Linked DNA regions of Gossypium hirsutum: all the other regions are linked to region 1. Evidence: chromatin contacts called from public Hi-C data. All regions are on one chromosome and are shown on one strand. The core of a region is the stretch at or near the end of the contact, and the rest is flanking DNA. Distances in the headings are between cores, read along the strand shown.

Region 1 (7,128 bases), core at 3,301-5,800:
GTTTTTCAGGGCCTTGCCATTCAAAGTTATTGTATGAAAGATCGCTGCATCCAAGCATGGAGAATCAGTATAAATTTCCAAAGAAAAGATCAGAATGAACTTAAATAACACTATTTGATTATTCAGAGATTCTTCTTTTTGCTCTTCTTTTTTCCCTTTTGGGTTTTTACGAGCAGTGCCCTCAGACAAGGGAATAAATGGAAATGTGATAAGTATCACAGGCAGAAACATACATGCTACTTCCTTGCTTCAGTATAGAATCTGGAACATCTCCGCTTAGCATATTGCCACTTAAAAAGCTAATAAAAAACCACACCAGATGGTCAGTATTTCCTATCAATCATGATAAGAGAAAAGAATCAACTTCAAAATAAAATTTTAATTTCCCATATCAATGCCAGTTTTTAAGTGACTCGAAACTGGACAAATTTAACACTAGATCTCAGTTATGATTGCTCTTATCCTATCTTTTTGCATACACCTATATTTTCTACCTTCTACAATAAAGAAGTTAAAAATGCTTATTCAGAATCTTAAAACAATCCTTTTTCTGCAATGAAGTCCAAAAGTTAGTAAAATGCAGCCACAATTTCAAATTTATACTTACACAAATCTTAGACGATCTGAACTTATCCTGGTTGGAATTTTCCCAACTAACTTGTTGAAACTGAGATCCCTGTTGCAATGGTGAGATAATTTTAGTGCCCAAATTTTCAAACATGATTTTGCAAACTAGGAGTCTCAATGAATCAGTTACAAACTTGCTTTTTGAATCAAAAGGATATAAGTTCATTGCAGGCAATAACTTGGCGATAGAATATCTATTCAAGAAGGATCTTGAGGTAGACGTTAACCAAATAAATAATAAAGAACTCTGCTCCTGAATATTACGTCCAAAGAAAGTAATAGGACTAAGGCATGAACTTCACTTTCATATACATGTCTAGATCTATTTTCCTCAGTTAAAAATAAAAGCAAACTAGTTCTAAAACCAAGAAACACAGAAACCAGACATGTTATTGTTGACATGCCACCAATTCTAGAACTGCCTGATATTTTGGGCTTTTAATCTATCTTAGACCATTATAACTGACATCCCAAATTCATCATCTAAGTGTTAATTAAATACTAAGCACCCTTTGGCCTAGTGATATATTCTTATTTATAAACCTGATGCTCTACAAATTTCTAAGCATAAAGACCGTGACGTTTTCAGCAGAAGATTTGCAGTCCTTCAAGTGTAGAATGAATAACTTGTCTGCAGCCAAAGTTTGAACAATGGCCACTTTACAGCATGATGGTAGAGAACAATTTAACTATGGTTGTCAACCAAATGTTACTGAGGCTATAGTTTTAGTTTCTTAAAAAGAGAATGACGGACTTGTCTACCAGAGTCAAAGAACAATTACAACTTTAGTTTCTTAAAAAGGAAGTGAATGCAAATAGAGGAAGGCAAGGACACTTCATGCCCTAGAACCTTGCAGTTGTTTTACTTACAACATTTCCAGATTCTTCATTGCCCAAATGTAATCAGGGATCTCTCCAGAAATGTTGCAACTCCTCAAAACCCTGCAAAAATATAACAGGCTTAGGTTCAGTCAAAATGGATCATATACAGATGGCACCTTCAAAATAATTGATAATGTGAGCACTAAACATACAATGTTACTAGGCCTTTCATGTCTCTGAGCACAGGAAAATCCTGACTTGGCCCATTTATATCACTAATCCTCCTGCGCAAAAGATAAGTACAACATTTGCAATCCCATCAGTGAAAAAAAAAGCTAGTTGTGCAATATTAAGTCAATGACTGCAAGTAAAGGACGCATTATACTCACAGCACAAGTAAATTTCTCAAAGGAGATAGGCTCACAGGTATTGGTCCCATGAGCCCGCTTGCATGTATTTCTCTGCAATAATTCCAAATAAACAAGTAAAAATGTAAGAAAACGGATATATGCATATGTACATATATTAAAAATCTGAATTTTATTTTAACTAACAAGCTTACAGTCTGCTGAGTTGTTCCCAGTTTAGTATGAAACCAGGTATTGTTCCATTGAAATTGTTATCATTTATCCTACTGCAATAGACAACAAAATGCTGTTGGTCCTATGAACATATCGAGGTACATGGTTTAAAGTACAGGAAAATTTGAAGAAACTTACAGATCAGTTAGATTTTTTAGTAGACTAAACGTCACTGGCAAATTTCCAGTTAATTGATTGGAGGAGAGCATCCTGAAATTAACATAAACGTAAAAAAGATGAAAACAAATCATTTAATGTTGATGACGGGCAAGTAAAGTAATTAACTGATTGTGCAAGAGCATCCTGAAATACTGGGTTTTCCCTTACAATGTAGTCAAGTTCACTAAATTCCCAAGTTCAGGTGGTACAGGACCCGAAAATTGGTTTGCTTCAAGACTCCTGATTATGAAAGCATCAAACATCCTTCATAAATTTCCTACTATGTGAAAAAGAAAGATGAAAAAAGCTATAATTTTGTAGGATATATAGCTATACATATAAAAAATGCAGAGTTTGCTATTTTGATTTTGCATTGTACCTTCTTTCTAGGACTACAATCTTCATAACATCCTCAAAATATTAACTAAAATATACAAATAACTCAAGTTCTGAACATACAGATATGTGAGAGTGGTAATATTTCCCAGGTACTTCGGAATTTCCCCTGACAAGCGATTTACTAGAAGAGAGCTGCACAAAAACTTCAGGTTAATATACCATATGAACAAAAAATTATGTTAAAAGTTTCAAAAACTTACATAGAAGTCAACTTCATTGAAGCCCATTCAATTGGAATGGTACCATTTAGGTAGTTGTAAGCAAAGTCACTGATAAAAAAGTAAGATTACTTAGGACAGTTATCTACTATTGCTGTAGATTATATAATCAGTATGTACAATATAAACATCATAGTTAATCATTTCAAGAGCTCTTACATTTCCCGAAGGTAAGGAAGCTTAACCAGTTGAGGGGGGAGTATTCCAGGAAGGTTATAACCTTTGATCGCTCTAAAATACATAAGCCAAGATGTATTAGTACAACAACGACAAAAAGAAACAGATACTGATTGCCCTAAAAGCTTCACTAAAGAAAGCATAAACTACATAAATTACTGAAATAGATACTCAAATAGCTTTACTGCAGTCATTGATTTTAAGGTTGTCTGCAGATGTGAATATCAAAACCATGCCTCAAAAGGAGAATCCATGCAAATATAAGCTACTTCGATTACAACAGCCAAAACTACCCTCAAATGTTGTCATTGACAACCCCCTCAGATTCACTTTAGTTAGAAATAGCCATGCATAAACATACTGGACACATGGAATAATTCACCTAATCAGATCAAAGAATTAAATGTAAATTAGCTAGTAACAAGATGAAGGAATAATACATCCTTACGACATGACAAACAGTGCCATCCGCCTCACATTCGCAAGAGATCTCATGCTCGGAATTTTTTGGCGGCACTAGCGTTACCCCAACCATTTCAATTTCACAGGAATCACCAATAAATTTCCAGTATGTGGAGCCCATTGCAGTAGTAATCTCTTCCAAAGCATCAACTAGAAGACATTCATAGTTCCATAAGCATCGCAGCAATATATATGAATGTAAAAATGAACAAAAGCATCTTAATTGGATCAGCATTTTAATTTGTAAACCTATAAACTGGATAAGAAGGGAAGGAAAATATTAGGATTAACTGCTTAAACCAAAACATTTCAATCACCCATAACATTAGTTCACACTCAGCGGTCAAAACCAAAAGCCTATTCATCATTGACTCAATATTTATGACTCTTTGATTCCTTGTGGACTATAGACAATTCAATACCTCAGGCACAAGAATCACTTACTGATAAGCTTTTGAAGAAAATGGAAGTTTTAGTGTCATTATGAGCATGAAAGAAGGGACCTAAGCGAAAAAACAGTAGTTAATACCACCTACTTTCACCATAATCATATACTTTGTAATGAACCCAAGGAATTTAAAGCAGCAAGATCCTATAAGATTCCAGCTTAGAGATAAGTTCCTGCAATGGGTTTTAATTTGAGGAACATCCAACAAAAATTAAACCAAGTAAAAACTTAAATCCATTTCCACTTCCCTTTCATTTTAACCAGCGAACCCCCAAAAAAAAAACATATTCCCACACTATCTCATCAACCAAATAAAAACTACACTACTAAAAATCAGATCTTGAACTCTGACTCACCTTCTTCTTCGGGCACCTTCGACTCAGAATATCTAAGCAAGCTGAAACAACCCATTGCAATGATCCAGAAGACAAAAAGCTTCTTGGTAACCATGATGACCGTTACTTTCAAAGAAACTATGAAAAGCTGCTCTATTAGAGTTCGACCCCCTTGAAAATGTAGATTAAGAAGCTAGTGTTTGTAATTATAATAGTGCAAGTAAAGTTGGAGACTTGACAAATCCCAAAAAAACCCAGAAATCGAGATACTGGGATGTATATTACAGAAAGTAGATACTGGGAAAGTAAAAAATACATTTGGTATATACTGAACTGTTAATTACATGAAAAAGGAATATTTTTTCCGGAAATTTTGGGATCTTTTTAACAGGGTAGGAATGTCTTAATCGTTTTTAATTGATATTTATTCTATTTTATTTGCTGCAGTAAGTTCACGTTTTTTATATTTCCATAAGAAAGATTTGCTGTTTAAGTTAAAAGAAGCAGCCATGAATGAGTCTTAGAGTGGTTTGGAGTGCGGTTTAAGTTCACGCTACAGAATCGCTACAGTATATAATTTCACTGTCATCGCTGTTTTTACACTAATTACAGATAAACGTACCGCCTATCTAAACTCACCCTTAGCACGAAACGACCTTTTGGGGTTGCTAAGCTTCCTTTTCTTTGGACTAATTTATGTATGTATATTGTCTCCATTAATTAAACAGAAGAGAAGTCGAAAAATAGGCTAATACTTTGAATCATATGGTCTAAAGTTAGGCAAGGATGATTGTTACCAAACCTTTTTTTTTTAAGTACTAAGTTTTTGTTTCGATTGTTTAATTAAAAATTTTATAATTTCATCATTGAATTTATTTGAAAGTTTTTATTTAAATTATTAAAAAATTTAAAAAAAAAGTATTTAAGTCACTAAGCTATTAATTTTTTTTTAAAGTTTCGCCAATGAGTTCCAAATGACAATTCGACTTCATGATATCTAAAGTTATTTCATGAAAAAAAAAATTAAACTAAAGAAGAAAAGAGAAAAGTAAGTTTTTAATTGGTTCAGGCTGTTGAAACAGAGAAAGTCATATAACATCGATTTTAACATTTCAGTTATTTAAATAAAAAAATTTGAATAATTTAATAAACGAATTATAATTTTAACAAATGATTAAAATAAAAAATTACTTATAATTTAATGATTAATGATATAAATTTTTTATGTAACATTAATAGTAATAGTAATTGGCTGTTACTCAGACTCCATCTTGAATGAAGTGAGACAAATAAGCATTGATATTGAAAGTGGGTCGGGAGTGGCACATAATATTTAGATTCAGTAACTGTTGATCCCACAGACTAAACAGTGAAAGGCAGTTGACTTTGTATTACATTCAAAATAGGTGGGCTGCTTCTTGTTTTCCCAAACCCAAATTCCATATTTATCATTTGTCCTTTTTCCTTTTTTACTACCACAAATTTGCACGATTGTTTTACCATATGCTTCGATTTTCCTATCCATAGGTTGATCCATCACCCCACCATATATGCATGTAATGTAATTCACACCGGTCTTTGAAATTTTGTAATCTGAAAACACCTTGATTTGAATCTTTTTAAAAATTAAGGATTAGATTATAGTGTTTTTTTTTCCTTTTCTTTTCTTAATATTTTTATTATTTTTTTAAGGATGAGCGGGAATCAATTATAAACTTAATATATATTATTTTTATTTATTTTAAATATATTTATGAAAATATATAATATTTTAAATATATAAAAGAGTTGGCTAATCAATTCACATTCAATTGATTTAAGGTAATCATATGATTAAATTAATGTTGAAGGTCATCATTTAAATGGATTAAATTCGAAAAATGAATTAACCCTATGCTTGGATTACACCAAAATAAGAGAAAGGTATGAAAAGTAAAATAAAGTAACACTCTTTCCCTCATTTGGAAAATTTTCCCTTATTTGATTAGTTTGTTTTATTTAAATAAAGGGAAAAAAAGGGCTGAATTTCTTTTCCTTTTCCTTTAATTACCTAATTTCTTTTATTTGCCTTAATGCTAGAGAACAGAAAGTAATATTTTTTTAAGATACGAAATTACAATTTTATCTCATTAACTTTTTACATAAAATCATTAATATTCAGACAAAATATTGTTACATCATGTTTTTTCTTACTTCAATAATTTTTTACCCAAACATAGGTAAAAGGAAAACAGAATAGTCACTAAATAATAAAACCCTAACCTAAATTTTATCCTAAATGTACTAAGCTGATATCATTTGATCTCATAAAAGTCTCCTCTCTCATTAACAAATTGCTTTCGCTTCTGGTTTGTGTTCCATGGTGGGCCAGTGGTTTCCGTGAGAGACCATCAATTTCAGGCACATTACATATGAGTTTGATGACCCTAATCAACTACCATCTTGTGAGGTTCTTCAACTTGTACAAAATAAATAAATAAAACATCCCACCTTACCTCACACCATGTTTCAATGGAACCTCACAATCATGAGTCACAAGTATAGGCTGTACTCAAACAGATTCAAGAAGATTAATAAATCCAACTATGAATGCTGCCATTCAGACATTGTGGAAGAGGCGGTCCACGATGCAGCTGACATTGATGTCTGGGTTTCCATTGCTTTGAACCTTAAGTAGGACTCCTCAATCTCATTACCAGATGCTGAGCTGCTGCTCCACTTACTATTATTATTGTTCATAGACTTATGATGGTCTCTGATGGCTTTAAACCTCAAATCTTGATTGTAACTACCAGGATCAGGGACCATTTCCGGGATGCCACTCCTTCCTTCTAGCATGCTTACTACTTCCGACATAGTTGGTCTTAACGAAGGCGATCCATTTGTACATAAAAGTCCTA
Region 2 (7,128 bases), core at 2,666-5,165, 910 kb after region 1:
TCCATAAGGACGATTTTAATGTGGAAGTCCATCAAGACTGTCTTAATGTAAAAGTCTGTTAGGACTATCTTAAATGGGAAGTCTGTCAGGACTATCTTATAAGTGGAAAATTGGTTAGGGCTATCTTACAAATAGGATTCTGCAAAGAAGGGAACCGCTTGTATGAGTGCGTCAAGAATGAGTTCATTTTCTAGAAATCTATTGCTATTTGCAACCTATCTATTTATGCAAAATCGTATATGAAAGATATGATAGTCCACCATGATTGCCTTATATGTATAATTCCATAATTGGGGGATTCGATGTTAAGAATCCACTTACAAGTTATCTATTTCAAGAAGATAACCACTAGGAATGGATAATCTAATCGTGAGATAGAGTCGGAAGGAGATGTACTGTCCAATCTAACTACTTGATTGGGATGAGCACACTTTTTATATTAAGTTATACTAATATCTCCCTTATGGATCCATAAGGATTGTAATACAAGTCTGAGTTCGATAAGACAAATCACTATTAGTAGTCCACAATGTGGACTATTCGTCACAAATTGTCTTATGTGAATATTTGTGGCCATTGGTGCAAGGCATGTTATGGGAATTATTTATGGATTATCTTTTACAAGTTCATAAGTAAGGATCAGCAAGGATTTCCCTCTCAAGAAAATAGATGCATAATGAGCCATGAAGACAATTAATGAAAATAGAATTAGTAGGGGAGATCCACTAAGAAATCATTTACTATTAGATCAGTATTCTAGCATTGCATCTATGAGATTTCATCGGTGGAAGCTGTATGTATGCCAGGCTTAGTATAGCCAATCATGAAATCTTTCGCTTCCAAGTCATCAACAATAGATCAACTTCAATCAAATAAGATGGATTTTTTTCTAGTTTGTAAGAATAAATAAACGACAGTACCATTGAGGGAAATGTGCCAAGTATGAGTAGACCAGTTTATATGATGTAATTACTATGATAATGAGACTGGCATACTATCCTAATACGGGCAAGACGATCGTTAAGTCCCAGCCACGAAGTGCAAGCATGTTAGCGTTGTGTTAATAAGTTATGAAAACTCATCAAGTTCTAAAAAATTACTTGTGTTATTATGTATTGCAGGTAAATAGGAGGATTTTAAGAGTTCAAGAAGGAACCAGGCCAGAGTTCGTTGTGCAACGACAAATTTGTTTCTTAGTTGTAATATGCATACAATGGGGCAACAGAGAGGTAGAGTCCTAGGGTCTGAGTCAAGTCGTAACCAAGTTGTGAATATATTGAAATTTTAAATCAAGTAATGGTTTCAATGTAATAAAACTTCCATGGGAGTAAATCCTCTCTTGGTAACATAAATTACAAGTAAATCATTTATGCGTAACGGATTATATAACTACGCTATATATGTTTATTTTAGGGTTTCATTCGTTATATAAAGCACACTAAATAAGAATTTTAAAATAAGAGTTAACATTATATGATTCCCAATTTGCAGCATATTTCCTTAAGGTACTGGTTTATTAGTATAGTTAATGGCGTGTAGCACCCTGCCGTCTGGATCTGGTGATCGGGTCGGATATGAAGTGTTACAAGCCGATTTAACTTGACCTTGCCACCCATAGGTGCGAAGTCTTATTAATGATATTGATTATGGTAGTTGGAAAGGTATGTGAATAAATACAATGATAAGAAATCATTATTTTTAAAATATTAAATGAATTTTGCCACCCATGATGGTGATGTCATGTTAAAAAATAGGATTTTTTACTCTAATAATATAAAATAATTAAATAAATACAAAAATGGGATAAAGGCAATAATATTTACTAATTTATGCAGGAGCTATAGTAAAAAACTGGTGCCACCTGGCCAATTGGCTACACCCTTCTCCCTAGCCACTGGTCACATCAAGTTTTAACAAAAATATTCTTTTATGGGTGTCGCTTGGTCAATCGGCAGCACCGAACTGAAATGCGATGACCTAAAATATTTAGGGACATGATAGGTAAATCTGTCATTTTGATTGAAAAGCTTTAAGGGTGCTGCCTCACATCTTGGCGGCACCAAACTTCAAATAGGGTAAATTACTTCATAAAACCCTTCTTGTTTATTATTTCTTTTTATTTCCCTTTAACACAAAAAATAAAGAGGTCTCTTACCAATTAGTCCAATTTTTTTTACTAAAAACTATTTTTGTAAAAAAAAGCTTATTCCAACTGGAAACAAATTTTCTTTATTTTTCAAAATATAATTTTTTTTGTAAAATTATTTTTCAAAAATTATTCTAACTGGAATAAAATAATTTGAAAAAAAACTATTTTTCGAAAAATAAATGAAATTTATTTTCAGTTGAAATCGACTTTTTTACAAAATACTTTTTAGTAGAAAAACTTTTTGGACTAATTAGTGATAGGCCTCTCTATTTTTGGTGTTGAAGGGAAATAAAAGAAAATAAATAAGAAGGGGTTATTAAGCAATTTACCTTTTTGAAGTTTGGTGTCATCAAGTAGGTGGCACCCTTAAAGCTTTTCAATCAAAATGGAAAATTTACATATTAGGTTCCTAAATATTTTAGGTCATCACATTTCAGTCCAATGCCGCCGATTGAGTAGGCGGCACCCATAAAAATATATATATTTTTAAAACCTGATGTGACTAATGGCTGGGGAGAGGGGTGCCGCTGATTGGTCAAGCAGCACCGATTTTTTACTGTAGCTCTTACCTAGATTCGTAAATATTATTGCCTTTATCTCATTTCAGTATTTATTTAATTATTTTGGTAAAAAACCCTAAAAAAACATTTTAGAAATTAATTTCCAATAGCAATATTTTGAGAAATCAAATATTAATATTTTATTATGAAAAAGGGCAAATATGTTCTATTTTTTAATAACAAAATCAAGAAGAAGAAGAAGAAGAAGAAGAAAGAGACTACAATAAATAGTATACACCACTCTTAGCATAAAACGATAATCAAAATCCATTTTTTTTTAAAATTAGACCCGTGGTTAAACCGATCAGACCACCTGTTCCCGATTTAACCAGTCTATTTGGTTCAAAGCAAATAAATTATCAAAAAAAATAAAAAATATTAAAAATTAAAGTAAAATTAGGTTCAACCAATTTAACTATCGATTCAACTAGTTTTTGAGTTTGGTTCAACCGATCTGTACTGGCTCCTGGGTCTACTAGTTTTTTGTCACTCTCCAAATCGATACCCCGACCACTTTGATCCAATCAATTCGGCCAATTGATTCAATTGGGTTCAGACAACATTGCTAATATATCATCGAAAGCATTCAACTTGAAGGTTCTTTTTTGACAATTCTGTTGTACACCTTTGAAAAAAACTTAGAAAAATGTTTAACCAAATCACCTAATTACAAGTTAATACTAAAATTTCTAATGGTATACCAATATTTGTAACAAATATTTCTAGCTTGTATAGGTTAGAAATTTTGGTATAATAATGATTCAAACCCATGCAATTTTTGGGGAAAGTAGATACTTTGACAATAAGCCACAACTTGGATTCAACGAGTTATTCCTAGTAAAATTATCATGAATGTTCTTTTATTAAGAGTCGAATTACATTTTGCCATCTTAACTAAAAAAATGGCAATTTAGTCTCTATATGTTAGATTAAAAAATAAATTAATTTTTTATTAAAATTTTTATCTATTTCTATGATTAAAAATTGATTCATATGCGTTAACATGAGTGGCACTGTCTGATTATTTCATCAGTTACATTAACTTTTAATAATATAAAAATTAATTTACTTATTTTTTTATTAAAAACAGAAAAATACAAATTAATCTTAATACATCGTTATTCGTGTTATTAAAAATAAAAGGGAAAAGAACCCGAAAAATCAACAAGTAGTGTCGTGAAATTACAACATTCCCACTTCAAAAGACCGTATATAACAATGGTTAAATTGACCCATAAATCCTCATTTTCCAGCAGCAAAAAGACGTTATAGGTGAAAAATTTTGAAGGCATTGAAGTCATTCCAGAAAAGGCCCCAACTTTCAAGGATATTTCCCCACATTTTCTGGAGTCCAACGGAGCAGACATTCAGTCTTTCACATTTCCAACTCATACCAAAACCAAAACAACTAGATTTTTTTTTCTTAGGCAGATCTCAAAAGAAGAGGCTTTTAATATACTTAGAAGCCGCGTGCCATCTCCTCTTTCACACACTCGTTTATTTACTTGACGCAAAGAAAGAGGGTAACAGCTGTGGTTCTGTGAAAGAGTAAAGATGTCTGGTTACAGAGCTGAGGATGACTATGACTATCTTTTCAAGGTGGTTTTGATCGGTGATTCCGGAGTCGGAAAGTCAAATCTGCTCTCGAGGTTCACCAGGAACGAGTTTAGCCTCGAGTCCAAGTCCACTATTGGTGTTGAGTTCGCTACTCGTAGCTTGAATGTTGATGGAAAGGTCATCAAGGCTCAGATTTGGGACACTGCTGGTCAAGAAAGGTCTCACTTTTCCTACTTTCTCGTCTTCCTTTCCCTTTTTTTTTTTGATCTGGGTATTTATAGTTCTTTTCTGATTTTGTATAAAAGATTGGCAAATATCATAAGCGTATAAGGTTTTCCTTCTTCTTGGAGATTTTTTTCTTGAAATTCGTTGTTGCTTGGGAAAAGAAACTAACTTTGATTCTTGAAGAGTTTGGTTTGATCTGAAATGGGGTTTAACAAATCTCCCTTTTACCAGTATACTAGAGAAAAAAAGGGTCTTGCTTATCTAGATCTGTGAGTAGCTTGTAAGTAAATGGTGTTATGATTGCTTGTTTCTTGCAAATCTGTTGTTTAGATTTAGTATCTTTCCTAATAGGCTTGTATTGCAAATAGATCCAACATAGATTTGAAGTGCATGTCAGCAGATCTTGACTATTCTTAATCTTGTGATCATGTTATACGGGTTGTGTGCATTCATCTACAGTTAAGTGGCTTGACAAAATGAGTAACAAACGAGATGGTCATGCTTTGCATTAATATGTTCGCTTCCTGCTAGATATAAGATATATTTGTCTTCGTTACTTGCCCGCTTTCTTATTTTCTCATATGTTATCACTAGTTACAAAGAGATGATGATTGCTTACCAGGATCTTGAATCCGATTTGCGCATGGAATTTGTTAGTCTAGTGTTTAGCATCAATCTAGTCTGGTATTTTGGGATGTTGCAGGGACCTTATAGCTACAGTGTGGTAAATTGATTATGGAAGAAATGGCTTGAACAAGTAAATGATGTTAGTTTCTAGAGGGAGGGACCTTTCAAGTCCTTGAGTGGCAACTTTTAGGGTGTGCCTTGTTAACAAAGAAAAGTGAGATGAAAGAAAATAGGAGATGTATGATCATTTTCCATCCGAATGCATAAAAACAAATCATCCCAATTTGGAATGACAAGAAGAGATAAAATGAGAAAGATTTAAGTTAAGTGTGCATATTTACCAAATTTTACATTTTTTTTTTAAATTTTCATTTTGTTTCTTTTATTTTTCTACTCTACCAGGCAATGGGTGGAAAGAAAAATATTTTTCTATACTTCAACTTTTCATTTTCCATCTTTCCTACCAAGTATTCCAGCCAAAAAGAAAATGTAATTTCTATGTTTCTACTTATCTCCTCCTGTTTAACTTTTCATCTTTCCAATTTTCTTTTTACCTTACCAAGCAAAGCTTGATTTTATGGGGAAAGAGTAGTGCCATAGTAATATGTTTTTCTTTTATTCTGGTGAAGTTGTACTTACCTTAAGGTTTCTTTTGCAATGTGGGATACTTTACTCGAAGAGCGACATGCTATAATTTACTACTATTGATTTTAAGAGAATTCTAGCGTGTTTTTCATTGAGTAATGGTGCAGTCAAGTTTGTTGTTGAACACCAAAATATTAAAATTTGGATGTTATACGCCGTTGACCAATATAGACTTGACTGGAGTTTTGGCAACTTTAGGTTTTGACAATGAAAATTTGTCAATATGAGAAGTCTCTTTGATCCTAGAGGAAAGAGCGAGCAACCAATGAGGTGTACCCTTTTAGGTTTCTGATTCAAGAAGTGGTTAAAAGTACTTCTGCTAAGCCTTTTAAGTCGACTGCCTCTTTCCTGTGTCCCAGAGTACGGTAGGAGTGCTGCAGCTGCCAGCTTGCTACCAAGGCAATATATTTTACTTTTGAATCTTTACCATCTTAGCTGCCACATCATCACCAGTGACCAAGTTTGATCATCGCCTATTGCTGCCAAAGTGAGAATATTATTGCAAATGCTGCCTGCCATATTATCTCCCCAGCCAAATACTCCTCTACAGTCTTTTCAATTGCCCCCAGCATGGCTCAGCAATTCCCCTATTGCACATCTAGCTTGCTTCACTTCCGAGACCGCTGAATCTTGGTTGACATATGACATGATTCTTTTGAGGCATGCTCATGTATATTGCAGGCCTTGGTTTTTCATCCCCTTGTCTGAATATCTAGTAAAGTGTCCAATCTGCTCCAAGATTGTTTGATGAGACACTGAATTGAAGTTCCCATTCACAAATTGATGAAAAATAAATACGGTTAGCATGTGCAAACTACTATATCAAACTGAAATTCTGGGGGATTAGATATCCAAAAGACCAAGAAAATTATAAACTAGGACTTCAGTTAGGGTTCCTATGCCTGTGACTTAATTTCTGCTAGAGTTGTGTGACCCAAATCCTGTCACTTGTTAAAGAAATAAAATAGAGAGGCAAAATAGGGGGATTTGTGAGGGCGAAGGACTGAGGCTGTAAAATATGTGATTTTATTTTTCCTTCTTATTGCTTTGCAATCATTCTTACTCCCATCATCAACATTAATTATAACAATTTCTGTGAACATAGCTACTTAAGCATTGATGCTATCCCACCATTTTAAGTGCCTTCCGATCTATGTAGGATGTAAGGCTACTAAGTTGGCATATGTTTTCTGCTGTGATTCGTTGATTTGAAAAACAGACTCTAAGGCTCTATCCTCCCATCCTGGGAATAAAGTGTACGCATTAACAAATCTTTTAGCTGAGATGTACATCTCTGCAGAGTTTGCATTAGATAAACATTGAGGGAATTGCTTTTACATCGTGTATTAATACTTGCAGTGTTGT
Region 3 (7,128 bases), core at 3,074-5,573, 820 kb after region 1:
ATCGTTAACTTGTTCAATTGTCGGTAGTCAACACACATTTTCATAGTACCATCCTTCTCCTTAATAAATAACATTAATGTTCCCCAAAGCAAGACATTGGGTCTTATGATTCATCTATCAAGAAGTTTTTATAGTTAGACTTTCAATTCTTTCAACTCCTTTGGTGCCATGCGATAGGGAGCAATGAACACCGGAGCTGTCCTAGACAGAACCTAAATCCCAAACTCAACCTCATAGTCTGGTGGTAACCTAGGCAATTCCTCAGGAAAAACATCCGGAAAGTCCTTAACAATTCGAATTCCCTCCACAACAGAACCCACAACACTTGTGTCATGCACATAGGCTAAGTACGCCTCACATCCCTTTCTTACCAGTTTCTCAGCTACAATAGTGAATATTACATTAGATAGGTAATCTCGAAGCTCACCAACTAGAACAATTTCTTGACCATTGGTTGCTTTCAGTGTCACCCTCTTTGCAATACAATCCGGACTGACTTGGTATCAACCAACCAGTCAATTCTCATAACCAAGTCAAAATCCCCAAACAGTAACTCCATCAAATCAGTTGAAATCACAAACCCCTGCATCTCCAACAGACACCTCCTATAAACCTTATTAACTTATACAGACTACCCTAACGGGCTAGCTACCAAGACCTCACTAACAGTTTCCTCAACAAATATTCCCAACTTACAACATACACAACTAGCAACATACGAATATGTGGAACCAACATAAATTAAAGCAAAGTACTGATGAGAATGAATAGTAAATATACCTGCTATAACATTAGATGCATCCCTATCCTTGCGATGCCTCACCACATATACCAGTGCAAGCTATCTAGCCTCAGTCTAATTAGCACCTCACCCCGATACCCTCTGTCCACGACCATTACTATTACCAACCCTAAACTGACCATGGCCCCTTAAAGGTTGCTGAACTACCCTCTAAGGCAGAAGCTGATCTTGAACCAGAGCTTGCATCAACTTAGCCCGATACGAAGAATCCTTAATATGATGCTCCATGGACCCACATCTCAAACACGCTCTTATCCTCTTCCAACACTTTCCTATATGACATCTACCATAATCTGTACAAATCTAAGCTCGACCAATACCCACTGTTGCATTAACCTGCGAAGGCTTGTCTACTCTGGCCCGTTTCTTAGGCCACAGAGCTGTACTAAAAGAATCTGATTCTGACTCAGAACCTCACACACACACTACTCACATAACTTTAACCAATGAACCAAACTAATTCACTTTTCAAAATTTTCACAACCCTAACTCAAAATCAAGATGAAACCACACTTGATTCTACTAACCCAATTTCTTCTAACTCGATTTTCGGGATGTGACACTTATGCTTATATTTTTAAAGTTAGGCTGACCCAGCTTGACCCTTTTACTATCTATTTGGGTGAAAATAAACTCAAAGCAGGAATTTTTTTAAAAAAATCAAACATTGTCCTAACCTCACCCATGAATAGCTTTAGTGATAGGTCTTTCTAAAGTTTGATCTATTCGTTCAATACATAATAAATTATATTTGAACAAGTATTTTTTAAAATTTAATTCAAACCATTTATATATCAAAAATATTTTTAGTTAAATTTATTTATAAATTATATTAAATATTAGTGTAAAATGATTTTTAAATAATAATACAAACTCTAATTTAATTTTAATTAAATATAAATATATTATGTAAATTTTTTTGTACAAAAAACACATTATATAGAAATCTCAAGAATTAATTTATTACCTTTATATTTTGTCAAAATGGGGTCTATTTTTATATAAAAATCTTTTTAGTATAGTGTGTTATGAACAAAAAATATATATATTAATTTAATCTAAATTAATTCAAAATTCATATTATTATTTAAAACTTATTTTGTGCTAATATTTTATACACTATATAATTAAATTTACATAAAAATATTTTTGATATATACTTAATTTAATTTAAAAATAAAAAAGGAATTTGTTTAAATTTTATTTAATATGAATTGAACGGATAACTCAAAGTCTGGAGAAATCTTATTATCATTCATGGAGTAAATAACATATTTTTAAATTTTTTGAAAATTTTATATTTTTCATATTTTTAAATTATTTAAAATGATTTTTATTGTTTTTTAAAATTTTAAAGAGTTCTTAATTTTTCAAAAAATTGTCATTTTTCTATTTTTATTATAAATATGAAAAAGACTTCTAATTTTAAAAACATTTTTTTAAATTGTTTATGTATTTTTAAGGGTAAACTATTAAAATAATCACTTTTGTTTACCTCAAGTTATATTTTAGTCACTTATGTTTTAAATATTACATTTTAGTCACTTACGTAAACGTGTTGTAACATTTCAGTACTAAGCCGTTAATTTTCGTTAACGGTGTAACGATAAGCTGGCGTGGCACATTAAGTCATCATTTCAAACAAAAAAAAGGGTAAACTATACAATTGGTCCCCATATTTTTTTGTTTTGAGCAATTTAATTTTTTTCTTTTATGTTTTTTAAACTTTTCTTTCTTTTTTTCTTTATTTTACATTATCTTCTGCTTCTTCCTCTAGTTTCCTCCCTTCTCCATCTTTTTTAACGTAAATTTTCTATATTTTTCATTTGTTAAAACTTTTTTATGTTTATGAAAAAAGAAAAGGCGAAAGTTGAAACCAAAATAAAACTTGTTTCGCATATTCTCACCCCACAATTACAAACCATTATCGTCCATCATCACTTTAACGAACCAATTTGGATCTCTTAATGACCTAGTCCACAATCTCTCCTCACTCGAAGATCTCGCCAGTTGTGACTTATGGCAATCCACCCTTAACAAAATTTCTTGAGCCCATTCCCTTAACCTCCTAATCAACCCCCATGACCACCTTATCTATCTTACCTACAACATTCTCACCCTCTCGAAATTATGTTGTTTCACAGATTCTTCAAACGAGCTCTACATTCTCAATGACTAAAACGATCATCATATGAAACATCCTCAACTTTACCTAAACTAGTTTGGTTCCATGCTACCTTTCTCTCTTCGATTCATCCATGCTCGGCTTCTAATCAAACTTGCTTGGGAATATCCAAAAAGGTTTAGATCAATTTTATTGTTTGCTTAATTTTATTCGTCATCAAAAAATAAAATAAAAGGAAAGGAATAATCTACATAATTCTATAAAAGTTTGGAAATAAAAAAATTTGTTTTGAATATAAAGAATTCAATTTATGTTTAGATTTGATTAAGGATATGATTTTATATATTGATTAGTTAGATCCAATTTTAGTTTCAAAATTAGGTTATATTCAATTTGAGATTCGATTAAGAATGATTGATATTCAGTTTTGAGTAAAATTCAATTTAGAAATCATGCGAAAGAAATAAGGACTTGGTTTATTTGGTGGGCAAAGATTATTTTTCTGCAGTGAAGAATATGAGAAGAGAGAAAAATAAGGGGAAGAAAAAGAGGAGAATAAAGAAATAAAAAGAAAAAGTTAAATTGTTCAAAAAATAAAAGTATAGGGACTAGTTTTAACAAATGAAAAATATAGAAAAATTACGTTAAAAGAAATGGAGAAAGGAGTAAAACAGATGGAGAATGAGAAGAAAATGGAAAATAAAGAAAAAAGAAAGAAAGTTTAAAGAACATAAAAGAAAAAATTAAATTACTCAAAACGAAAAAAATACAGGGACCAATTGTATAATTTAACCTAAAATTGTCATTTGAAATGATAATTTAATATGCCACGTCAGTTTACTTTACACCATTAACGACAATTAACGCTTAGTAACAAATGTTACAACACAATAACGTAAGTGATTAAAACGTAACATTTCAAACATAAGTGACTAAAATGATCATGAGACAAATAAAAGTGACTATTTTAATAGTTTATCCTATTTTTAAAGAGTAAGGATCAAATAGACAAAAAAGAAGAATAAAAAATGAGAGCTAAAAAATTATTTTACCCTTTTTATAATAGTTAAATGAACAATTTTAATTGTAGTAACGCAAGAACTAATATTTTTAAATAAAAAAATATAGAGATTTAATCTCTTAGAATTAAATTATAAAAACTAAATTTTATATTTTAAACCTAATTTTATCGCAACTCATACCATAATGAGTTTCTAGAGATAACTGTAAGAACAAATTAACAAATAGTATAGGGATTTTGATCATAATAGAGATGAAATTATTTGATATAGTATTAATATAACAATTTAGGTGCCCGATCGATACTATTATCCTTTTCAGATACGGTAAAAATGCCCAATCGAGGTTATATAGGGTGCAGGTACCTAAAATGGCAAACCTGGTTTCGGCATCTTCTCTTCTTTGCAACTTCTTCTCCACTGAATACAGTACAGAACCATCTTGTATGATAATCTTATTTCAATCTGCCTTCTTTCATCATAATTTACCCCTTTTTTGTTTGTTTGTTTGTTTTCGGGAATGGAGAGGCAAGGAGCTGGTGCTACCTAATGACTTTATAAGCCCACTTTCAAACCCAATAGAGCCCCTTCTAGAAAGCCCCTTTGCTTTTTACCTTCGAAGGTCCAAGTTCTTCAGAAGCCGACTGTTGCAGAGTTGGGGTGTGTGGTCTATATTAACTGCTTTGCTTCAAATATCAAAACTATCAATCTACACTTGCACAACGCCAACCTTTTGATCTTTGACCCTTCTTCCAGTCTCTAGTTGTAAATTCTTTTTTTTTTAACTGTGTAACCCACTGTCAAGAAATGGAAAGTTGTTTTTCTACAACAATATCATCATCATCATCTCCCTTCTCCATCTTCAGTATTCAGGCAAGTAAATTATCATCATTGCATGCACTTGTTCTGTTTGTATAGCTATTTGTATATATTGAATATATTTTCATTTACAATATTTCTGGGTTTATTACTCTATGTTCAGTCTGGAAGTGTAAGTAAGAATATTTTGATTTCTGATACAGTATCTTTGAACTATAAACTCCTTTGCCAAATTTGGTGTTTGCCATTTTCTATACAATCATGGGGTCATTTTTTATTTCATAACTTCATCAACTGAAAAAACTGCAGGGTTCTTCATCAAATGTTGGTAGAAAATTTTCTAAGAGTTGTATGCATCCTCAGCTTCTCTCCTGTCAACTTCCTAAACCATTTCTTCAACTTAATGGCAGACCTAAGTATCGTCTTAACCAACGAAGGTCCGCTTATTTATCTTCTGCAACGTACAAAGATCCTATATCTGCTGAAAAACAGGGTTGGGATTTGGGGAGATTTTTTAAAACGTTATACTTTTTCAATGGACCACCGTCTCCTGCTAAGGTAGCATAAACTTTCTATCCTTCTTTTAATCATAATGTCTTGATTCATAAATTTGTGTGCACACACTTATATGCAATTTACTGTTCCCTGAAGATTGTTGAATTTATAATTGAGAAATTATCCGGTTCATCGCCCGAAGAATCAGAGAAGAAAATGGGAACTTCTGACTACGTTTTGGTAGTTGGAGCTACTGGGGGTGTAGGTAGGAGAGTGGTTAACCACTTAAGGAAGAAAGGGTTGCCTGTTAAAGCATTGGTATTTGTCCTAAACCTTGTACACCTTTATCTAGCATTCCCTTGAAATATGATTTATGAATTGATGCCTTTTGAAGTGCTTCAAGAGGGCTGTCTTAGTATAGATTTGACTTGTTTTTCTCATTCTCTTTTCCTCTTTTCTCTTTCGCCCTTTTAACTTTTTCTCTTCATGTGTGCCTACATTTAGGTTAGGAATGAAGAGAAAGCAAGAAAGATGCTCGGTCCCGATATTGAATTGGTGAGCTACCTTCCCATGTTAAGTCTTCAATATAGTTTTGTTTTAGGTCATTGATTTTATAATGTGGTGGTGCTAAGGTATTGCATTAAAGAAATATGTTTGTTTGCTATATTTATCATGATTCTTAAACATACAAACTTAACTTTTATGCTCCGCTTGGTATAAAAGATGGAAATGAATGAGAATGGAAAATTTGTTAATCTACGAATGAGAATGGAAATTTTGTTAATATAATGCTTAAGCTACAAAGTAAGAAAGTGGTTATGAATCTTAACCATTTGATTAACAAATTTTGCATTCTAACTCCTTTCCATCCTTCATACCAAGAAAAGCCTTAGTGCTGTCATAGTGCAGATCCATGTGATCTGAAACTATACTTATGTTAATATATCCTTCTTCATTGTTGATAGAGTTTATCCTTTAATCCTTCCATTCCATGCTTCCTAATTCGCCCTTTCCTTCAAATTGCAGATTGTCGGAGACATTACAAAGGAGAGCACACTCGTTGCTCAGTACTTCAAAGGAGTGAAGAAAGTCATAAATGCTGCTTCTGTCATTATTGGCCCAAAGGAAGGGGACACTCCTGACCGAGCAAAATACAGTCAAGTATGATTTCGGGCATTCTCCGAATGATGAAACTATTGGTTATGAAACAGTTGGCTAAGTTTCAAAATTTTCTTTTAGTCTATGAGAAGATTGAGTGTTTTATTGGATTATAGTAAATAATATTTTTCCTGGTTTAGGACCCTGACATCCAAATGTTATTTCTTTCAGGGAGTCAAGTTTTTTGAACCAGAGGTAGCAAACTAATTGCAATCTTTTACCTCTTCAGATTCTCTTGAGGGAGTTATACTTGAGAATTTGTTTGTTTGTTTGATGAAACAGATAAAAGGTGATTCACCTGAAATGGTTGAGTACATTGGAATGAAAAACTTGATTAATGCTGTGAAGGAGAGTGTCGGACTACGAACAGGGAAACTGCTTTTTGGATTTGAAGGTATTCTCTCGAAATTGTCCCGCTAGTTGAAAATTGCAATTAACACCCTTCCTACTGCAAAGCTGTCTGAGAAAAGTGTTTTCTTTCGATTTAGACAAGCTAAAATAATTATAAATTATGAATTGTGGGAAGGGATATTTAATGCAAAGGGCTTTATTTTGTCTATAAATGAAACAAAGGAGACAAACTTCCATTATTTGTCATTACATGAGGATTTAGGTTTCCATTTAGAATATTGATTTTTGAGTAACATCTGTAGCATATCTCAATTTCTAAAGTTGTGATATATTGTTAGTGTAAATCTATGATCTACAAT
Region 4 (7,128 bases), core at 3,253-5,752, 550 kb after region 1:
ACAGATCCCACCCAAACTCTATCTCCTTCAGGCCATGAGTGATTCTGATTTGACAAAAGTTATCCCCGTGACCCAAACATCTACAAAGGAAACAAAACAATGTTAATCTTTCATAACAGAATGTTGCATAAACGAAATTACATTACGAAATCATAAATTTCTTTCTTCTTTGTAAAGGTTTTCGTACATCCAACTAAACCCAGATACATAGGTAATTCCTTATACACCTGCTTAATTGTTTAGCGTCATATTTTAGGAATTTTCCAACAAAGTCTCCAAATTGCTTTGCCACATTCTTTGAAAAGAAATCTAGTGGGAGATCATGTACCTAAACCCAAAATTCTAAAAACACCAAGGGGACTAGGTTTGGATCCTCTCCCTCTCTTAATAGATGAAATAATAAGAGATGATTATTAAACGTCCACGGGGTACCGTTCAACACCAATTCCACGTCTACTTCATGAAAGAATTTGATCACATACCTTTTATTCCCTAAATATGATATTTGAACCCCTCCTAACGGATGCTATAAATTTGCCATCATGCTTCACATTGCAAGACAGTGACCACGCTAGCTGTTAAACAACATCCTACAAGGCATAAATCATAAGCTGACTTTTGGGCTCCAGATTCCCCAGGAAACAACCAAGCTTCTTCCTCTGCGTCGTCGATTTGCAATCTTGCTAAATCATTCTCTATTGAATTCATCATATCGTAAATTCCACAAGGAAATTTTTCCAAGCGTTATCATCGCCTTTCAAACTTATTGTTCCACCAAACAAACCCTAACAAAGAACCTTGACACTTGGCAGACAAAATCGTGCTAAGCAAACTTGTTAATAATTACGTTGTTTATTCTTAACTAAAAGTAAGCAATCTCACATTGTCTAGGAACAAACTGCAAATGGATTATGAGTCTATATAGACTCATATCCCACATCACTTAAGAAAATAAGGGAAATGTGACTTGAGGTCCATATAAAGGCCAGTTTTATAAGTTTTACTTTCAAAAGAGGTGGCCCAAAAAATTAATAAAAAAATATATTGAGGGAAAAAAGCACTTTCAGCTGGAAGCTTTTTCCTGCAAATTCACTGAAACCAGAAGCGTTTTCGTTATTTCGGCCTAGTCCATTAATTTTTAAAAAATACAGTCTAATTCAGAAATTTTTAAAAAAATGACATTTTGGGGAAATTTACTTTAGAAAAAGAGAGAAGCAATAGATGGCATGGAATATTAATTTTCTTTAAAATCCTTTTAAAAATAAAGAAAAATGAAGGCCATATATATTTTATGCATCCTGGGCAAGTATACAAACTGCCAATTCATCATTGGAAAAGAGAGAAGAAAAGAGTAGAGGTGAAATGTAATAATTACCTGAAAAGAAGGATATGATTGTAGCCCATTCCTTTGAAGCAGAAGCCATTAGAAAATGGAAACTTTAGAAGGTACCCAACGCAATGCGAACGAAAATGGAAAAAGAAAAGAACAAGAACTATAGAAAGGAAATTTGAGATATTGAAATGGAGGAAACCCATGTTGGAGAAGCATTCGTAAGGTGGTCCTTTTGGTGAAGGGTGGTGGAGTAAGGAGAGATAGAGATGGAGAAACATGGGATCAATGGGATAAAGATTGGAGGTTCTTATGTTGCAAATAAATCAAAAAAATGTTTTAGACTAATTATAAAGAGATACCTAGTATTACTCAAAGGTCAAAAAAATGCCACATCAGCAATTCATTAGTGGATTAATGGAATTTTTAACGGCTATGAACAATTCAAGCAATTATCTTAATTACAGTGATTAAATTGACAACAAAAAATTTAGAGTGACCAAAATAGGAACGACGTTATTTTAGAGTGACCTACTGTGTAGTTTACCTGAAATTAAAAGACTCAAGTAACAAAGAGGATTTTGACCAAACACTTGCATGCCATGTGTTTGCCACAACTTATAATGAAAAATAAAGATAAAGAGTTGAAAGGAAAACATATAGGACCAAAGCTAGAATTTTTTTGGGGCTAAATTAAGTTGTATATTTTTACAATAGTAAAAATGCAAATTGACGATTTTAATAGTATATATCTTTATAAATTTTAAAAGATTAAATCAAATTTTTATCATTTTAGAGGACTAAAATATAATTTTACCATATACTAATTTAAAATTTTATGAACTATAAAGAGATTAAAAGTTAAATTTTCATTTTAAGGGGTTCGAGTCCTGCCAACCTCTTGGCTCCACCCTTAAAAACATCCAAGAAAAGAACTCCCAATATCCTAGCTAGAAGCAAACTTTACAAATGATTTGAAAGAGAAAATTCAACTTGCTTCCTATATAAATATACTTCTAAAAAATAACTAACTTCCTAAGAACCAATCAGTTTTTGACAACTAAGCATGGATGCCAACTCAACTTCAACTCATGCTAAGTCATAATTAGGACATCCAACTTAATTAAGCAACAAAACAAACCTGAAAATTAAGACAACAATGTTCAAATGTCTTAAAATTTCCTAAAATGCAACTCTTGTAAAAAAACTTCAAATGTGCTGAAAATGCAAGACAACTTAGAATTTGTATTCTAAGCATTCTTTCTTTAAGAATCCAGTTTGTTAATGCTTGTTAAAGTTCTCCAAGCATGTTCACGTTCATGAATAAACATTTCCAAGGTTGAAATATTGATTTTTTAAAAAACTTCAAATCCTGAAATCTATCAATATTTTCCAAATTTTGGTTTTTTGAATTTCTTGAAACCAAGATACATCCTTCTCGAAGTTGGTTGTACTTTGAATGGAAAATTAAGTTCATTACGTCCATGGGCTGGATTATGGGCCTTGGAGCATGCATGACATCTACTAATATATACAAGGAAAAGATGGAGTCGAAATAATGCTGTAAAGAGGCGAAACAAACGGAAAGAAAATGTGATGTTAAGCAGCTGCTTGTCAACCTTTAATAAATCGAAGAAACAAATACTTTGACTACATCTTCAGAGGTTTGAAAACGTTAAATTCATTTCGCAAATTGGCACTTGAATCCAGAAGAAAAACAAGCAGCCCTACCTTCTCAAATCTCAACTAATCCACCAAATCAATGAGTAAAAACAACATCTGAAAAGGGAATTGAAACCCATCAGATCACCATATCAATACCTAACTCTTTACTTCTGTGTTGCAACACTAAGTGTTAGAATACTATAAGTGATATTGCATGAGTTAAAGTAAAATACTTGTAATACTTATACAATTAAAAATAATTAGAATTTTTAATTTAAAAATTGTAATAGTTATTCATTTAAAAATAATTATAATTTTTACAATTATTAGTTAAAAAGTTGTGCTAATTTTAAAATAGAATTAGTATTTGAATAAAACTCTAAGCATAAAATACAGGAAACAATTATGATCATATTTAAATTACAATTATTTGTTAGAAACCTTTTTTTAAATAATTATAATTTTTACAATTATTAGTTAAAAGGTTGTGCTAATTTTAAAATATAGTTATTAATTGAATAGAATTTTAAGTATAAAATATAGGGAAAAATTTTATGATATTTATAATTTAAAATACAATTACAATTATTAGTTAAAAAAATTTTGACATAGAAAAAGTTGTGCTAATTAATTTTATTGGTGTAAAATAGAGCTATTATTTTAATATAATTTTAAGCATTTTAATTATCAATTAATGAATATTAGAATTATATATCAATTAAAATTTAAGCTTAGCTTTATAAATAGCATCTAGTTTTACGGGGCTAGAACTTTAGTCTTACAATCCCATGGCCTTAGGCAATTTCTTGGTTACAAATCCGCCTAAGTCAACCTAATTCTCATAATGTGAGAATTCTCTGTAGAAATTCTCCAGGGCACCGAAAATAAAGAGAAAGCAACTCAAAGACAAAATAGCAACGAAAGAATAGAAAAAGTCACAAGAAAGTAATGCCCACAAGGTGTTTGAGTAAATGCTTTCAAAGCATATTCGGCAATTTTAAATGGAATACAATAAGATAATACAAATAAAGGAGAAGACCACTATTTATAGTTGAGCTCCCCCAGATACAACGGTACAATTTATTTTTCATCAACGATCAAAATTAAATTAATCTACAATTTGAGATTCTTAAAAGATTTACATAATCCTTAAAATCACAAAATTAAATCTCATCATATAACATATTTTATAAGATTAGTTTCCATATTTGATTATAATGGGCGGCTGCAATGAGATTTTCGTTTCAGCATTGCACAATTAGGTGCTTTATGCTACAATTGACTTTGGATAATATAGGATACGATTGGTATAGGATTAGTAACGTCTGTTTGGGCATGAAAAGTTGTGAAGCGAATTACATGGCTTTCACCCAAAACAATCAAGTTTCAAGGAATTAGACTTTGATTTTCCTTCAACTCAAAAATGATTTCTTTTCTCTGTCAGATTCATCTCCATTACTACAATACCAAAGCATCAACCAACCTTTTTTGGTGATGATTGATCTAGCTCAGGAGACAAAGCTAAAATCAGAATAAGCTATTGGTGTGAAGCAAAATGACTTACAAAGGTTTCGATTTAAGATTTGCATCAAACTGTGTGGTTCAAAAAACTTGACAGCATGTCTAGTTTTGTTGTGGTACAAAAATTGTTAAAATTTTGCTAGAACCAATCCACTAAAATCAACTCCATACAAAGAAATAATGATTTAAACTTGTTATATCCCTTTGTCGTTTAGACACACGTAAGCACCAGACACATTATTAATCTTTGTGTTGACTTCTTTTGAAGTCCTATCCCAACAGGCCACTTGACCATAATACTTCTGTGTAAGATCACCCGTTCTGCTTAGAGAGGAAGTTATCTGCCCGTGTTTAAATGTGAACACTATCCAAGACAATAAGGAGACCATTCAAGCATAACTATCTCGTACTATTAGAATCTCATGATATATGCTCATGATTATCCTTTATGCATATCATATTAATGGACAAAAGGACCTCTCCTATAGATACATTGATGAATGACAAAGAAATGATAGATCTTTTTTCACCCTAAAATTACACTAAGTAATTGCCTTCTTTATCAAGTCGTCCCCTTGTCTCAATTCTGGCTCTCAGCCTCTTTAAGTGAATTGGCTTCCATTACAACACTTTTATTTCCTCCTTATCCTCCTAATTTATTGTACTTGATATTAATAATTGGTGCAGTGAACGTGAATAATCTGTGTCTCACCCCTAGTATTTCCATCACTCAGTAGATGTTTATCAAAATCATTCAAATATAGTACTCTCTCAAACAAAGTAATTCCTCAAATGTTTAGTAGCAATTTGGATAATGAAACCAATCCCTTATCTTAATTGGATAGTTAATTATATCCTTTAAGCCAAAACGTGGCTTTATCTTGTCCAACTCCCAAACTTAAATGTTGAAGTTAAGATGGAGAGACAAAGAAGATCATTAGAAAATGTGGCATGCTAGTTAAAAGGCTGCATTCAACCAAAAGTTATCTTCTGGTCTAAATGGCGTTATTAAGTAACAACTTGTTATGCATTTGGACTTGTATGCTAAACATCTTTATAACATGTCCAAGACTATGAGATGAAAATGGTCATTGTAACACCCCCAACCCGTATCCCTCGTTGAAATCGGGTTACGGAGCATTACCGGAGTTTACAGATCAAATAGATAGAAATTTCAACATTTCATATAACATAAAATTTATGTCAGAAACTAATCAAACTCATACATACTGTCCCTTATTCAAGCCCTCGAGGCCCAAAATACGAGTTAGAAACAAATCAGGACTAAATTAGAAACTCAAAAAAAAAATTTTTGGAAAATCTCGATAAGGTAAATTGTTTAATGAATTTGATGGGTTTGTTAATTATTGAATATTGACCCAAACATAAACAAAAATGAGATATGTTGTGACTAAATGAGATACATGAGTTATATACTCATGAATTGAGTATTGAATGGCTAATACCAATGTATAAACAATTATTGTTTGATAGGTGAATAGCTATTTATATAGTAATTGTGTGAATTGGGACATTGTTAATCAAATAAAAGATGTTAGCATGTGCAATTTGAGTATAGTATGAAATGATGTTGAAATGATGTGCTAATATGTATGAATTAAAAAGGTTGACATTGGATAGTTAATTGAAATGGATTGAATTGGTATATAAATTATGAATGTGTTGATTATTTGAATTGAAAGGAATATATATATTGTGTAAATGTGATAATGTGCAAATATGATAATTGGATATTGATTGTATTTGGAAGTGAAATTAAATCCTATTAACTGTATCGGGCTAAGTCGGATATAGATGGTATGCCATAGGATTGGAAGAGTTCAGGGATTTCTTCGACTTCGAGTTGATGAGGCACTGGGTGCCAATTTACTTCGGTTTAACTGACGAGACACTGGGTGTCAAATTTATATAGCGCTGGGCACAATTATTACTTCAGATTTATCCGATGAGGCACTGGGTCCTGGTTGGATCTGTGTATCCATCTGAGTCCAAGTCGTGTTAATAGGGGTAATTAAATAAAACAGTACTATGATTGATATTAGATGATATTGTATGAGAATTGAAAATGAGATAATGATTTGAAACATGAAAATGAGTTATATACATGAATGCACTAACTTGTGTATTGATGATGGTGATTAGGCTTATGTCAAGTTTGAGATTATGATTGATGTATATGCTTATGTCTGGTATTATACAAATGAAACGGTAAGTTCATAATTGAAATGTGATATGATGAAAAAGGGATTGGTGAGTTGAATAATGTACTTATATATAAGAAATTACGTATGTTATGGTTGAACTTACCTATGTTATGAATAAATATATTAATTAGTTAATTAATGTTGTTATTTAAGTTTATGTTTAGTAAATAGAATGGAAAATAAGTAAAGGAAGTTATTCGTAGTTTTATGAAAAGGTTAATGATGGTGTATAATGTTTATAAAATCCTATTAAGTTAGAAATGAATATATATATATGATGTTGATAGACTTACTCATTTATGAGTTGGTGGTTATGTAGTTGATAAATCTTGAGGCTTTGGTATAGCTTTATATTTAATATATAAAGTTTATTATTGAATTGGAATA

The links. A called contact is a pair of places that touch in the nucleus more often than the background predicts.
Region 2: a Hi-C map of leaf shows a contact between it and region 1, with 2.0 times the contacts expected there. The contact joins the promoter of LOC107901705 here to the promoter of LOC107901714 in region 1. A contact is called at or near these places in 2 of 34 Hi-C or Micro-C datasets (both in leaf).
Region 3: a contact with region 1 is called in a Hi-C map of leaf, with 2.4 times the contacts expected there. The contact joins the promoter of LOC107901706 here to the promoter of LOC107901714 in region 1. A contact is called at or near these places in 11 of 34 Hi-C or Micro-C datasets (callus, hypocotyl and leaf).
Region 4: a contact with region 1 is called in a Hi-C map of petal, with 4 times the contacts expected there. The contact joins the enhancer-like site here to the promoter of LOC107901714 in region 1. A contact is called at or near these places in 4 of 34 Hi-C or Micro-C datasets (hypocotyl, leaf and petal).

What each region holds. Positions count from the first base shown.
Region 1 is chrD06:50,684,333-50,691,460 of Gossypium_hirsutum_v2.1, reverse strand. It overlaps LOC107901714 (probable LRR receptor-like serine/threonine-protein kinase RFK1), which reads right to left and starts at 4,550. Exons shown (of 24, transcript XM_016827812.2): 1 at 4,250-4,550; 2 at 3,424-3,595; 3 at 2,966-3,037; 4 at 2,789-2,857; 5 at 2,649-2,720; 6 at 2,358-2,429; 7 at 2,169-2,240; 8 at 2,012-2,083; 9 at 1,839-1,910; 10 at 1,662-1,733; 11 at 1,498-1,569; 12 at 608-676; 13 at 234-299; 14 at 1-44. The coding sequence starts at 4,343. It overlaps LOC107901713 (probable LRR receptor-like serine/threonine-protein kinase RFK1), which reads right to left. Exons shown (of 22, transcript XM_016827811.2): 22 at 6,342-7,128. The coding sequence ends at 6,812.
Region 2 is chrD06:49,776,852-49,783,979 of Gossypium_hirsutum_v2.1, reverse strand. It overlaps LOC107901705 (ras-related protein RABA1c), which reads left to right and starts at 3,915. Exons shown (of 2, transcript XM_016827797.2): 1 at 3,915-4,484. The coding sequence starts at 4,264.
Region 3 is chrD06:49,863,788-49,870,915 of Gossypium_hirsutum_v2.1, reverse strand. It overlaps LOC107901706 (protein HIGH CHLOROPHYLL FLUORESCENCE PHENOTYPE 173, chloroplastic), which reads left to right and starts at 4,323. Exons shown (of 16, transcript XM_016827798.2): 1 at 4,323-4,819; 2 at 5,075-5,323; 3 at 5,417-5,578; 4 at 5,765-5,815; 5 at 6,287-6,421; 6 at 6,590-6,613; 7 at 6,701-6,812. The coding sequence starts at 4,754. LOC107900089 reads right to left here and starts at 38. Exons shown (of 5, transcript XM_016825797.1): 1 at 1-38. The coding sequence starts at 38.
Region 4 is chrD06:50,129,780-50,136,907 of Gossypium_hirsutum_v2.1, reverse strand. No RefSeq gene overlaps it. Among protein-coding and RNA genes, the nearest start is that of LOC107901708, 9.2 kb to the right of the region's middle. Within about 2 kb of position 4,502, at least 1 of the 9 cell types and tissues checked has an H3K27ac peak or open chromatin away from gene starts, as enhancers often do.